Linked DNA regions of Danio rerio: region 2 is linked to region 1. Evidence: chromatin contacts called from public Micro-C data. All regions are on one chromosome and are shown on one strand. Each heading gives the region's core, a stretch centred on a gene start, on an enhancer-like site or on the middle of the called end of the contact. The rest is flanking DNA. Distances are from core to core; before and after follow the strand shown.

Region 1 (7,104 bases), core at 530-3,029:
ATTTTATATACATGGTGTTTTATTATTGGTTATTATTTGATATATAAAGGATATTTGTGTAATCTGTGGCAGTTTTTATCACTTGTAATTGAAATGAAAATACTGTGAACGGGCCAGAAAATAAATAGACAGTATCTTTTTTTTTAACAATAAAATGCAATATACAGGCGTGGATTTAACCAATAAGTGAGGTAAGCAGCCGCTTAGGGTTGTCTGGGGGCCCACAATAAATACCTAGGAGTTTCTATAAACTATATATATATATATATAATGTAATTTTCTATCCTATTTTGTAGGATAAAGGTCTAACAAATACAGATTATTACATCTGTGCAATTGAGAGGCGCAGTAGGTAGTGCTGTCGCCTCACAGCAAGAGGGTCACTGATTCGAGCCTTCTGTGCCTTCTGTTTCCCCCACAGTCCAAAGACATGTGGTACAGGTGAATTGGGTAAGCTAAATTGTCTGTAGTGTGTGTTTGAATGTTTCCAAGTGATGGGTTGTGGCTGGATAGGCATCCGCTGCGTAAAACAGATGCTGGATAAGTTGGCGGTTCATTCCGCTGTGGCGACCCAAGATTAATAAAGGGAGTAAGCCGAAAAGAAAATGAATGAATGAATGCATCTGTGCAATTGTGTCCCCCCCACCCCCAATCATGGATTAGTCCAGCAATCACTCATTCATTCATTTTCCTTCAGCTTAGTCCCTTTATTAATCAGGGGTCACCACAGCGGAATAAACCTGCCAAATTATATAGCATATATTTTACACAGCGGATGCCCTTCCAGTTGCAACTGGGACTGGGAAACACCAATACACACTCATTCTTACACTCATACACTACGGACAATTTTATTCAATTCACCTACAGAGCATGTGTTTGAACTGTGGTGAAAATCGGAGCACAGCGAGCACAGCGACTTTCTTGCTGTGAGGTGAAGGTGATAACCACTGCACCACCATGCCGCCTGTCCAGCAGTCAAATCAGATTAAAATGAAGTTTTAAAAACCACATAGTTTATTTATTATTTTTAGTTGTAAACTGATTTAGGCAAACAAATCATTAAAAATGTAGAGATTGCGTTATGATAAAAATATGGAAAGGAAGACAGTGATATAAAAAGACAGCTAAATAAACAAATATATAAATACAAATACAAAGTGTGTATTACTGTAAGACTTATGGTTCCCATGGCTCGAATTGCTTAGGGCCCCAAAATCACTAAATCAGGCCCTGACAATATATAATCACGCAAATTACGTAAGAACATTTCTCTTAGTAAATATATTTTCAGAATATAGAATAAAAACTGCAGTTTGGTGTTTTAAAACATGCTTTGCGACCAAAATCTACATAGATTTATAAAGTGAGCTAGAATTAACATTTTAAATTGTAAATACTTAAATTGTTTAGCAAGGTTTCTTTCTTTTAAACTGGGAGGAAAACACTTGTGAACAGTCACATCGACCAGCATATTAATATTGCGCACTAAGAACAGTGTTTAGCCTGCATTGTCGCCATGTATTATTTACCTTTTCTCTAGTTTTGGTTTTGACGTCCATCTCGAAAGCTCATACACGATATGACCCCTTATTACTTGTTTACCCCTGCCTTGTAGGCTTAAATAAAAAAAAAGCAGAGTTTAATGTGTAAAACGTCGCCTCCGCGTGGTCTTCACAGGAACTGTACATTTGTGTCGTGAAGCGACTGTGCATCACGACAGTTATTTCTCACATACGGTAAAGGCGTTTTAAAGACAGACGGGATGGTCATACATTTAAGCTAACTAGCAGAGTTGACGCGATTAACCGACTGGATTATTAATTGTTTTAAAAATGGGAATAGCCGACGAGGCTGACCGGACTCTGTTTGTTGGGAACTTGGACCCCCAAGTCACAGAAGAAGTTATATTCGAGCTGTTTTTACAGGTAAGCGTGTTAGCGTCAGTTGAGTACGTTAGCTTGCCTGTGCTAATACTACTGAAGGCCTGGATGTTGTTTGTTTCAGCTCGATTTACAAACAATTCATTTATATTGTATCTCAATGGATGTTTGTTTGATAATAATGTAGTATGTTTGGTGTTATTTTAGAATACGAATCTAATGTTTCCATGCAGCACATGTTTGTGTTATTTCTTGAATTTAGCATCTGGTTAACGTTACGTGTTAACAGTTCAACAGTTTTATTGATAGAGGTAAAATTGGTTTTATATTCGCACATTCGTTCATTTAGAAGTCTGTATATTGTTTACTATGTTACTTTGAAAATTCGATCGTAATTAGCATGCAGGTGTGACTTGACTGTGAACACTGTTGTGCTTTGATAGTCATTGGCTGCTAATTTGATTTCGCTATTTAGAGTTTGCAAGTAATATTTTTATGAATTATATTATTAAGGGGAAAGTGCGAATATAAAGCCAACTTTACCTCTATGTTACATTGTTGGACTTCTAATATTAACATTAATATCCGAATTTACTTCAACTCTAGTCATTCATATGCAACAGGATTGTATTTTTCTTTTGGCAGTTAATTTAATAGATGTCAACGAATTTCACTGCTAAATAATCATTTTATTGCTCGAACTGACAATACAAGAACATCAGAACAAAATCATTGAGTTAAAATTGGTTTTATATTCACACATTCGTTCAGTGACAGCATGGTACTTTGAATATTCGGACTAAAATCACATGCAAGTTTGACTTCAAAACAACATTAGCACTGTTTCATTGGCTGTGAACAGAGATAGAGATAAAGTTGGTTTTATATTCGCACATTCAGACTTTCCCCTTAATAATATAATTTCATAAAAGTATTATTTGCAAACTCTAAATAGCGAAATCATATTAGCAGCTAATGAGTATCAAAGTACAACATTTTTCAGTTTAATAAACAGTGTTGTTGTTTTCAAGTCACACTTGCATGCTAATTCGAATCGAATATTCAAAGTAACATGGTAAACAATATGGAGACTTCGAAATGAACGAATGTGTGAATATAAAACTTACTTTACCTCGATTGAACAATGTTGTTTTTATTGGCTGATTATATGATTTATTAAGGTGAAGTTGGTTTTATATTCGCACATTCAGCCTTTCTCCTTAATAATATAATTTCAGAAAAGTATTGTTTGCAAATTCTTAATAGTAAAATCATATAATCAGCCAATAAATATATCTCAAAGTATTTTGGAATAATGTTGTCAGGGGAATTTTAACCCTCTACTGCACGTATTATGATAAATCTATATAAAAAAAGACTAAAATGGCTGAACTTGAAGTGTTTTTAAAAAAATATTGGAATTTATTTGTTTAGGTACTTTATGATATGTTGTCATATGGCAGCAACGTCCAACAGTAGATCTAACTTAGAAATTTCAAATTTAAAACTTTCCTTATAATGAATAATTTTGTTGTTTGAAATGATTTCATTGGTGTTGCAGCATAATGTGCTTTAACACAGAACTTAGAAATAACACCTTATACATGCTTTTCCAACAGCTTTCATTCATTCCATTCTTTTTAGCTGAATATTATTAAAAACATAATAAAACAAAATGTGTATTATCATATATACAACATTAAGTAAATATAAATATTTTCTCCAGTCAATATTATAACAAATAAATAATAAGTCTAGTATATCCAGATGCATCAGAATAATGTAGCTACTAGCTAACAATGTTTATATATTATACTATATACACTCTACTACACCTGTCTTATCTGCCTCTGAGCTAACTTCTCTGGACTGTCTCTTTCAAATGTTTTATCTGCAGGAAGAGCCGGTTCTGTCCTTTTCTTGCTTCACTTACCATAGAACATAGTGGTGCTCGCTATAACAATGTTCCCTGTATTGATATCTATTCAAAAGAAGTATTGATTTTGTCCATAATTCAAATGCCATTAACATATGACTATTCAACATTATATTACTAGCTTTCATTTTGTTATTGTGACAACTTAAAAGTTCACAGCCGACCTTGCTAGCTAGCTAACTTATTGCAATATTGCAGGATCCACAATTGCAGTGTTGCCATTTGGTAACACATACATTTGATCGATATACAAAAAAATTTGATTTAAAAAAATTAAATTGTGAATATGTCATCATAACGTACTGGAGGTGATGTTTCAGATTTTTTAGTGGATCTGACATAATTTGATCCTTTGTTTCTATTGATGTTTACATTTGCATTTAGCAACTAACAATAAACACCAGTCAGAAATCGTGTCACAGAAAAGCACAGCATGTCATGTGATTTAACCAAAGCACATCATTGGCTAAACTAAGGTCTTTTCTTTCTAACAAAAAAAAAATGTTGGTCTAAAAGAAACTTATGGAAATGACCATAAGCATCATGTTGCCATATGGTTACACCGTGCAAAGGTTTAACTGTGTATCATTTTGTTGACATCTCAATTATTTACTTGTTTTTTTTTTGGTGCAGAGGTTATTTCTAAACATAATACCTACTTCAAAATAATACAGATAGCCAGAAATAATTATATGCATGTTACTTTTGGAATAAAATGTTATCAGGGTTTTTTTTTTCTCTCTCTTCCCCTTGACTGTTGACATTCAAAGTTGATATCTACAAAAGTCTGTGTAGACCAGTTTAAATAGTATCAACCCACAAATATACTTATATGTATATGTGTATATGTATATATATATATATATATATATATATATATATATATATATATATATATATATATATATATATTAAAATAAAGTCAGGTGACATTTAACTATGTATTATTAATCTACTTCATAATAAATGTAGTAGTAGTAGCTGTTGTTGTTGTTGTTGTTATTATTGCAGGCAATTTATAGTTCACAGAAACTAATAAATAAAGGACTTTTCTGTTTTGTATATAAAGCAACATCAGAGGTCATTCATGCATTTTCTTTTTCCACTAGGCTGGGCCATTGATCAAGGTTAAAATCCCTAAAGACAATGAAGGAAAGTCAAAACTGTTTGCATTTGTAAACTTCAAGCATGAAGTGTCAGTGCCCTATGCCTTGAACTTGCTGAATGGAATCCGTCTGCATGGACGACAGCTCAACATAAAGTTCAAAACCGGTAGGACTTTCCTTATTGCGTTGATTTATTTTGTGTTTTCTAAGGGTTGTCACTGTTCAACATTTCAGCATACCCTCATGCCGGCTGATTTGGTGACTGGGCTTTTTCACAATATTAAAGAATATGGTGTTAAAAATGTACTTCATGTTTTTTGTTTGTTTGTTTTTTTCGTGATCATCTGAGTGATTCATGTGTAAATAATTTAGAATGGCTTAAAAAAAATCTTCAATCACATTTGCAGTTTGCCTTTCCTCTGAAACGACATTTTTACCTTTTGAATCAGTTCATCGCATTTGAGAAATAACTTGACTTGAATGTCTTTAATGACTTGAATATATTTAGTTTTTCTAGCATAAATAAAATTCTGAAATATTTTGACTACTGTAAGGACCAGACTAATCTTCATCTAAACCGGTCTGTTTTAACAGGCAGCAGTCATATTAATCAAGAAGGCAAAAGTCCAGCAAACTCTCAAAACCCCAGTCCAGCAAATACACCGGGTCACCGTGGCGGAAGGTAAAGTTTGTTTTAAATGCAGTGATTCAGTACATATGCTTTACACCTGAGTGTCTGTTTCAAGTGATCCCTACAGCTGAGAGTGATCACATTTACACCTGGTATTTACTTGTCTCTTGTGAACATTGTGATTTCATGAAATCGTTAATCTCTTACATTTTTCATATCAGCAAGATTCCTAATTTAGTTTCACTCTTTATAAAACACTTATTTTTAATCTTAACTTGAGTTTCATGCTGACTTTAAACCTCTTGACTCCCTTAATACAAAATCGTACCTTTTAAACAGTTATGTGTTTTCCACTGTCAAGTGTCTTTTGTAGAACTTCTATTTCATAGTCTTGTGTTGTGGTCTTCCAGAACCCCAGAGCAGATGGGCTCTCCGTCTTACTCTCCTCCACAGCACATGCAGAGGCCTTTCTCTTCACCAGACACTCTGCAAAGACAGGCCATGGTGAGAACACTGATCCCTAACACTCATGATCAGTCAACACATCAACTTTACTGCTGCATGAACCATAAAGATGCTGTCTGTTCCACTGTCATACCTAAACATAGGCCTGTCACGATTTATATATGTATAATATTATATATATAAATCGTGACAGTTATTTCTATATATTCATATTCCATAATGTTTTTATTATATTTATATATATATATATATATATATATATATATATATATACATACATATATATATATATATATATATATATATATATATATATATATATATATATATATATATATATATATATATATATATATATAATTATTTTTATTATATTTTTAATAATTATAAAAATATATAATTCTGACTTCAGTTGTTTTTAAATGTTTTTTATCTAATTTTTAATTAATAATTTTATGTTATTTTTATCTAAATATTTAAAACTTGACCGTATTATTGACCAGTAAATGCTTCATAACAGACTTAACATTGTCACTACTTGTTTTAACAGATGAACAACATGTGGCAGGTTCAGATGCAGCAGTTGCAAATGCTCAGCGGAACCTTCCAGCAGGGCATGCAGCAGCTGCGGGGGAACGCAGACGGAGGCTGGTCTGGGCACCGCGGGCAGCGCCACTCGCCCCAGGACAACAACAACCATCAGGGCAGAGATCAGCGGCACGGAAACGGAGCAAATAACTATGAGCGGAATCGGCGAGATGGGCAGCGGGGCGATTTCTATCACCATGATGACCGCAGTGGAGGACACAACAGAAACTACCCCCCCGACAGACGGAGAGACTCCAGAGAGGGACGATGGAAACACTTTTAAACTTCAGTTGCGTTTTACTTTAGTTTTTTAATTAACTGTTTTTATAATCTTTTGTTACTCCTTTTTAATTTTTATGTGACATATTTTGGTGGACTGCGTCTTACCATTTTTAAAAAAAAGAATGTTAAGCAGTGCGGCTGTATAGTGAAAAGAAATGTGATTTTTGAAGAGACGCAAGAACAAAAGGTGAATAAGCAATTGGCCTTTTTTTG
Region 2 (6,959 bases), core at 1,290-3,789, 140 kb after region 1:
TTCATATTTCCAAACGGGTCGAATATAGCCCACGGATTGAATGGGCCTGTAATACATTTGAAAACTATTGTTCACATGCCAAAGGGATGTTCTTTGAAGTACAAATGCATACGATATATCTGATCTTATTTTGACCATGCAAAAGCGATGGCGAGTCTCTGTACGCAAATGCTCCAGAGGGACCGGCCGCAGATCTGATGGTAATCGGTGCTTGTTTTCGGGAGGTCAGTTGCAGTTCTTGGGCTCTGCTGGCTTGGGCAGGTGCTCAATCACTGCGTCCCCAGTGCGAGCTGCAATCCCCAGAATGCGACTGTGTGGCGTCTGCAGGGTTGCTCTCCCATCTGATCTCAGCACAGCAGCTACAGCTGAGGTCAGAATTATTAGCCCTTCTGAATTATTAGCCCCCCTCACCAATCTCTATTTAACTGAGAGATTTTTTCAACACATTTCTAAACAGTTTTAATAACTCATTTATGATAACTGATTTCATTTATCTATGCCATGATGACAGTAAATAATATTTATCTACATATTTTTAAGACACCAGGATTCAGCTCAAAGTGACATTAAAAACTTAACTAGTAGTTAGGGTATTAAGGCAAGTCATTGTATGATGGTTAGTTCTGTGGATAATAAAAAAAGTGCTTAAAGGGGCTTATAATATTGACCTTAAAATGGGTTTTAAAAAATTAAAAACTGCTTTTATTCTAGCCGAAATAAAACAAATAAGACTTTCTCTAGAAGAAAAAAATATAATAGGAAATTCTGTAAAAATGTCCTTGCTCTTTTAAACATAATTTGGGAAATATTTGAAAAAGAAAAAAAAATCACAGGAGGACTAATAATTTTGACTTCAACTGTATAAAGCAGGAGGTGACCAAATGCTGACCGTTGGCAGGGCTCCACCACAGCTCTAAAAGGGACACAGACAGGGTTCAAGAGTGCACTTGCTGCTAGTGAACCATGAATAGTGATGTCATGGCTGTCAGGTTTTCTCGTGAATGCTTAAGAGTCAGACATCATGTTTTATGCAGGTGGTGTAACTCATTTTAAGTCTTTAAATTGGACAAAAACAGCAAGTGAGTTGGCGCATTGATATACCGAGCAAATGGTTTGCTGCTATCATGCACTCAAACAAACTCATTCATTCATTCATTCATTCATTTTCTTTTCAGCTTAGTCCCTTTATTAATCCGGGATCGCCACAGCGGAATGAACCGTCAACTCATCCAGCACATGTTTTACGCAGCGGATGACCTTTCAGCCGCAACCTTTTTCTGGGAAACATCCACACACACTCATTCATACTCATACTCTGCGGTCACTTTAGCCTACCCAGTTCACCTGTACCACATGTCTTTGGACTGTGGGGGAAATTGGAGCACCCGGAGGAAACCCACACGAACTCGGGGAGAACATGCAAACCCCACACAGAAATGCTAACTGACCCAGCCGAGGCTCGAACCAGCAACCTTCTTGCTGTAAGGCGACAGCACTACCTACTGCGCCACCGCATCACCCCAATATATTCATTCATTTTCTTGTCAGAATACTTGACATTCAAGAAAAGTTAAACAATTTCTCAAAGTATGTCTCTCTAATTATTCATTATTAAAAACATAACGTAAACAAATTTGATAATCCTAACTTACCTAAAAGAGAAAAAGTTTAGTCACATTAACATCTGACTTTTTTTTACATGGCCATGTGCCTTTTTATACAGTGTATATAAACTTCTGGTTTCTCTTTCATTTCATGCAAAACAACAAAATGTTCGGTGTTTGTAATAATATCAACAGAAACAAATAATACAAATCAAACCAAGAATTGTATTACTCTTAACCCTGCTGAAAAATCCAGCTTAAACTAGCCTAGATTGGTTAGCTGGTTTTAGCTGGTTGACCAGCCTGGTTTTAGAGGGGTTTTGGCCATTTCCAGGCTGGTCTTAGCTGGTCAGGCTGTTAAATTACCAGCTAAAACCAGCTTGACCAGCCTGGTTTAAGCTGGACATAGCTGGTTTTGGCTGGGCTCCCAGTCTAGCTAGGCTGGTCAAGCTGGTTTTAGCTGGTCATCTCCCAGCCTGACCAGCTAAGACCAGGCTGAAATGAAACCAGCCTGGAAATGGCCAAAACCCCACTAAAACCAGCCTGGTCGACTAGCTAAAACCAGCCAACCAGCCTAGGCTGGTTTAAGCTGTATTTTCAGTAGGGAAATGTTCACACAATGTTCCTCACAGTGGATTTCTTCCTTGATTCTGTATTTTTTCTTTCAGTTCAATTCACTTCAACTTAAATTTAGTGATTTAGCAGCTTTTACTAAATGTACACATTATTGTATTGCAGTATCATACCTTAAATAGTAGCTAATTACTTTAACGAATTAACTTTCCTAATAGCTTTTTTCTAGCTGTCGTCAAGAAACATTTCTCAGAAAGCTAGTCCGTTGCTGCCATCTACCGGACAAATGTAATATCACACCGACCCGAGCTCTTCACAACACGAGCAGCACTGGAGTGGTTTTGGAGAATATGGCCTCCTTAAAACTTGCTCACTAGAAACCGATACCTCAAGCTGTTCTTAATAGGATTAAAGTCCGCGTCGATGGACCCATTTGTCATCGCGACACACAGGCTGCGCCATTTGGCCTCTCTCTTTCACTCCCGTCTGGCCTGTTCACTGGAGTGTGTGCTCTGTTATGGAAAAAAGACTAATTGGCCTACTTATGGCCCACAGGGTAAGTCTGTCATTCAGTGGCCACTGGGAAGTAAAGTTGCTCTCTGTTCGCTATCTTCAGCTGCTCAGAGCGAGGACTCTTGGGCTTTCTCCAGTGTTCCTGAAGATCCTACTGTTTATCTCTTTACTTTTTTTCTTTTTCTTGAGTTGCATGTGCTCACCAAATGCTCATAATTTAAAATATCTAATATAATAACAACAGAAAACCTCATAGAATTAGTGATTTTTTAATGGTTATAGTGGGAATGAATAATTGTCCATGTGGGTTTTCACTGGTTGTTGCTCTCTTTTGACGGTGTGCTAAAACTCACTAAATCCTGCTGGACTCCCTAAACACAACTTCAGCTGAGTGGAGACTCTTGGAACAAGGTAAAGTTGGTTTTATATTCGCACATTCGCTTATTATGAAATCTCTATATTGTTTACCATTTTACTTTGAATATTCGATTGAAATTTGCATGCAACTATGATTTAAAACAACATCAACACTGTTTATTAGACTGTAAACACTGTTGTAATTTGGCTGCTAATATGATTTCACTAATTAGAGTTTGAAAATAATACTTTTATGAAATTATGTTATCAAGGGGGAAGTCTGAATGTGCGAATATAAAACCAACTTTACCTTTGGCCTTACCTAAAGGTGTTCCTGAAAATCCTACTGTTTATCTCTTGTCCTTTCTTCTCTCTTTTCATAAGTTGCATGTGCTCACCAATGCTCGCAATTCAAAATATCCAATACAATAGCAAAAGAAAACCTCATAGAATTTGTCATTTTTTAATGTTTGGAGTCGGAATGGAAGTTGTCATTGTGGGTTTCTACTGGTATTTTGTTGCTCTCTTTTGGTGGTGTGCTAAAACTCGATAAATAATAATGGAATATGTCCCAAACACATCTTCAGCAGCTCAGAGCGAGGCCTCTTGGCCTTTCCTAAAGATGTTCCTGGAGATCTGACTCTTTTCATTTCCGTTCGTTTCCTATCATTTTCTTTTCTTTTTTTTATAAGTTCCATTTGCTCATTGATGCCCCAGTTCAATATATCTCTTCTCTGTTTTAATGTATTTTTATTTAATATAATAGAAAACCTCATAGAATATGTAATTTTTTTATGATTATAGTAGGAATGGAAGTTGTCCCTGTGGGTTTTTACTAATACTTTTTTTTGATGGTGTGTTAAAATTTACAAAACTACAATGGAATATGACCTAAAACACTGCAGAAACCATTCAAATAGTAGTTTTTAATTTTAAACAGGTTATGGTTTGTAATGTTTTAAAGGTAACTGTGGTGGAAATCATTAGAACTTTATAATATATATAAGACAGTTTTAGATTAAAATTTCAGAAAAAAAAAAAAAAAACCTCTGTGCCGTCTGAAATTTTCATCTAAAATTGTCTTTTTTTTTCTCTTCAGGCTGGTGTGAGTAGTTTCAGTAATTTTACCCTGAGTGCGAAGAAAAGATTATTTTCATTGCCAGTGAAATAACTTAACATAAACATATAAGGTTGAAAAAACACAAGTTTTAGAGAACTATTTTACACGGTTTTTGCATCTAAATTACCAAAATATAGGATGGTAAATTACCATCCTATATTTTTAATTTATTAACATTTCACACCAACAATCAAAATACTAGATCTGGTTCATGTATTCGTCTGATAGTTCCAAGGGCATTATCAGAACTTGGCAAACGTGCTTTTTCCGTTCACGCTCCCAGGGCTTGGAATGACCTGCAAAATCAGCTCAATCTTGACACTCTTCCGACTCTGAGTACTTTTAAACATCTTTTATACAACATTTTAAAGGACACCTGCAATTGTTTGTTATGAGCTGATGTTTTTAAGAATGGTGATTTTGTAATTTTGTGGTATTGTTTGTGATTTTTATATGAAACTTTATGTGTTGCCTGCCATCTTGACCAGGTCTCACTGGAAGAAGAGACAGTACTGTCTCAATGTGATCTCCTGGCTAAATAAAGGAAATAAATAAACTATACTATATATATGTGTGTGTGTGTGTGTGTGTGTGTGTGTGTGTGTGTGTGTGTGTGTGTGTGTGTGTGTGTGTGTGTGTGTGTGTGTGTGTGTGCAAAGTCGGAATTATTAACCCCCCTTTTAATATTTTTATATTTCCTAAATGATGTTTAACAGAGCAAGGAAATTTTCACAGTATGTCTGATAATATTTTTTCTTCTGGAGTAAGTCTTATTTGTTTTATTTCAGCTAGAATAAAAGCAGTTTTGAATTTTTTAAACACCATTTTAAAGACAAAATTATTAGCCCCTTAAAGCTTTATTTTTTTTAACCCACTGATATACAATACCTTACCTAATTACCCTAAACTGCCTAGTTAACCTAATTAACCTAGTTAAGCCTTTAAATGTCACTTTAGGCTGTAGAGAAGTGTCATGAAAAATATCAAGTAAAATATTATTTGCTGTCATCATGGCAAAGATAAAATAAATTGGTTATTAGAAATGAGTTATTGAAACTATAATGTTAGGAAATTTGTTGAAAAAATCTGCTCTCCGTTAAACAGAAATAGGGTATAATATATATATATATATATATATATATATATATATATATATATATATATATATATATATATATATATATATATATATATATATATATATAAATCATACTTATTGAAATGATCATTGACTTCGAAATCCAAATTTAAGCAATTTAAAATAAAACAAATATATTTTTATTTATTCATTCGCTTTTTAATAAATCTATCAATCAATGTTTAGAAAAATAAACTTTTATTTAAAATTGTACTATTAAAATGCTCTTACTTTTGAGATTTAATGCCACCAAGTGGAAACGGAAACACGTTTTAAAGGAATAGTCTATCAATTTGCTCATAATATAATGTTCTCACCTCAGACCATCCAAGTTGTTACTTTTTTCTTCAGGCAGGACTGTAGATCCATAATCATTGACGATTTTAAAAAATAAGATAAAATAAGTGAGGGTAAGCAAATGATGACAGAAGTCAAATCTTTTAAATGAGCTTTCTGGCTTTCCACTGTCTCTGCATTATTTATTTGTACAGAAGAAATAAAGCACATAATAACATCACAAAGAATTTGCCTGCATCATAAATATCCAAAAAACTTCATATATTGTAGCATATCTTGTAGAAGTAAGAGTGGAAAACAAGCCATGACTTTGAAACTGTTTAAAGACGTCTCTATACTCTATTTCTTGCATCAACCGCTGTGAATTATTTTGAGAGTCGAGCATCCACCGAGCAGCATAAACAAGGTTTCTTTGAGGAATAAAGCTCATATACACTAGTGAGGAGCAAAGGAATTTGGTCATGAAGATGCGATCATTAGTGTATCGCATAATACGGGAGTAATCTCATCCGCGCACTCTTCAGTGAACACATATAATTACTATCAACAGATGTGCTGCATTTGCACCTGAGTAGCTTAATTAGAAATATACACTCCCTGCACCGGCAAATATGCTATTATAGACTAATATATTTATATTTGCTTGCTTCGCTGCATTCGTTTAAACCCGGGAGCATAGATGCAATTAAGGCATTGTAAGGACTTTGTAAACAAAACTTTTTTTGTGCAAGTGTCACGAGAACGAAACCACTTTTTAGAATGTATTATTTCTGATGTCGCTAAAAAAAATATGTTTCCACCGACTATACAGTGCATCCGGAAAGTATTCATAGCGCTTCACTTTTTTCAACTTTCTTTACGTTACAGCCTTATTCCAAAAGGGATTAGATTAATTTATTTCCTCAGCATTCTACACATATCTATGCTGATGATACCCAGCTATACCTCTCTTTTCACCCTGATGATCCCTTGGTTCCAGCTCGCATTTCAGCCTGCCACACATTTTACACTGGATGAAAGATCATCATCTTCAGCTTAACCTCGCGAAAACGGAAATGCTTGAAGTTTCTGCCAACGCGACTCTACACCATAACTTTTCAATCCAGATGGATGGGGCAACCATTAGTGCATCCAGAATGGTGAAAAGCCTTGGAGTAACAATTGATGACCATTTAAACTTCTCTGACCACATTATTAAAACTGCTCGATCGTGCAGATTCGCACTCTACAACATCAGAAAGGTCCGACCCTTCCGATCTGAACATGCAGCTCAACTCATTGTTCAAGCTCTTGTTCTCTCCACACTGGATTACTGCAACTCTCTACTAGCCTTGCTCCCAGCTAACTCTATCAAACC

Evidence for each region. A called contact is a pair of places that touch in the nucleus more often than the background predicts.
Region 2: a Micro-C map of caudal fin shows a contact between it and region 1, with 17 times the contacts expected there. The contact joins the enhancer-like site here to the promoter of rbm7 in region 1. A contact is called at or near these places in 4 of 18 Hi-C or Micro-C datasets (caudal fin, embryo and hematopoietic stem cells) and 1 of 4 datasets of contacts at active chromatin or transcription factors (caudal fin).

The regions. Positions count from the first base shown.
Region 1 is chr18:50,331,279-50,338,382 of GRCz12tu, forward strand. rbm7 (RNA binding motif protein 7) reads left to right here and starts at 1,780. Exons shown (of 5, transcript NM_199925.1): 1 at 1,780-1,928; 2 at 4,929-5,091; 3 at 5,520-5,607; 4 at 5,967-6,060; 5 at 6,572-7,104. The coding sequence starts at 1,836. The coding sequence ends at 6,892. It overlaps LOC141378686 (a long non-coding RNA gene), which reads right to left and starts at 1,622. Exons shown (of 4, transcript XR_012393887.1): 1 at 1,533-1,622.
Region 2 is chr18:50,473,887-50,480,845 of GRCz12tu, forward strand. No RefSeq gene overlaps it. Among named protein-coding and RNA genes, the nearest start is that of barx2, 130 kb to the left of the region's middle. Within about 2 kb of position 2,540, at least 25 of the 62 cell types and tissues checked have an H3K27ac peak or open chromatin away from gene starts, as enhancers often do. A contact at or near this core is called in caudal fin, where this site is marked.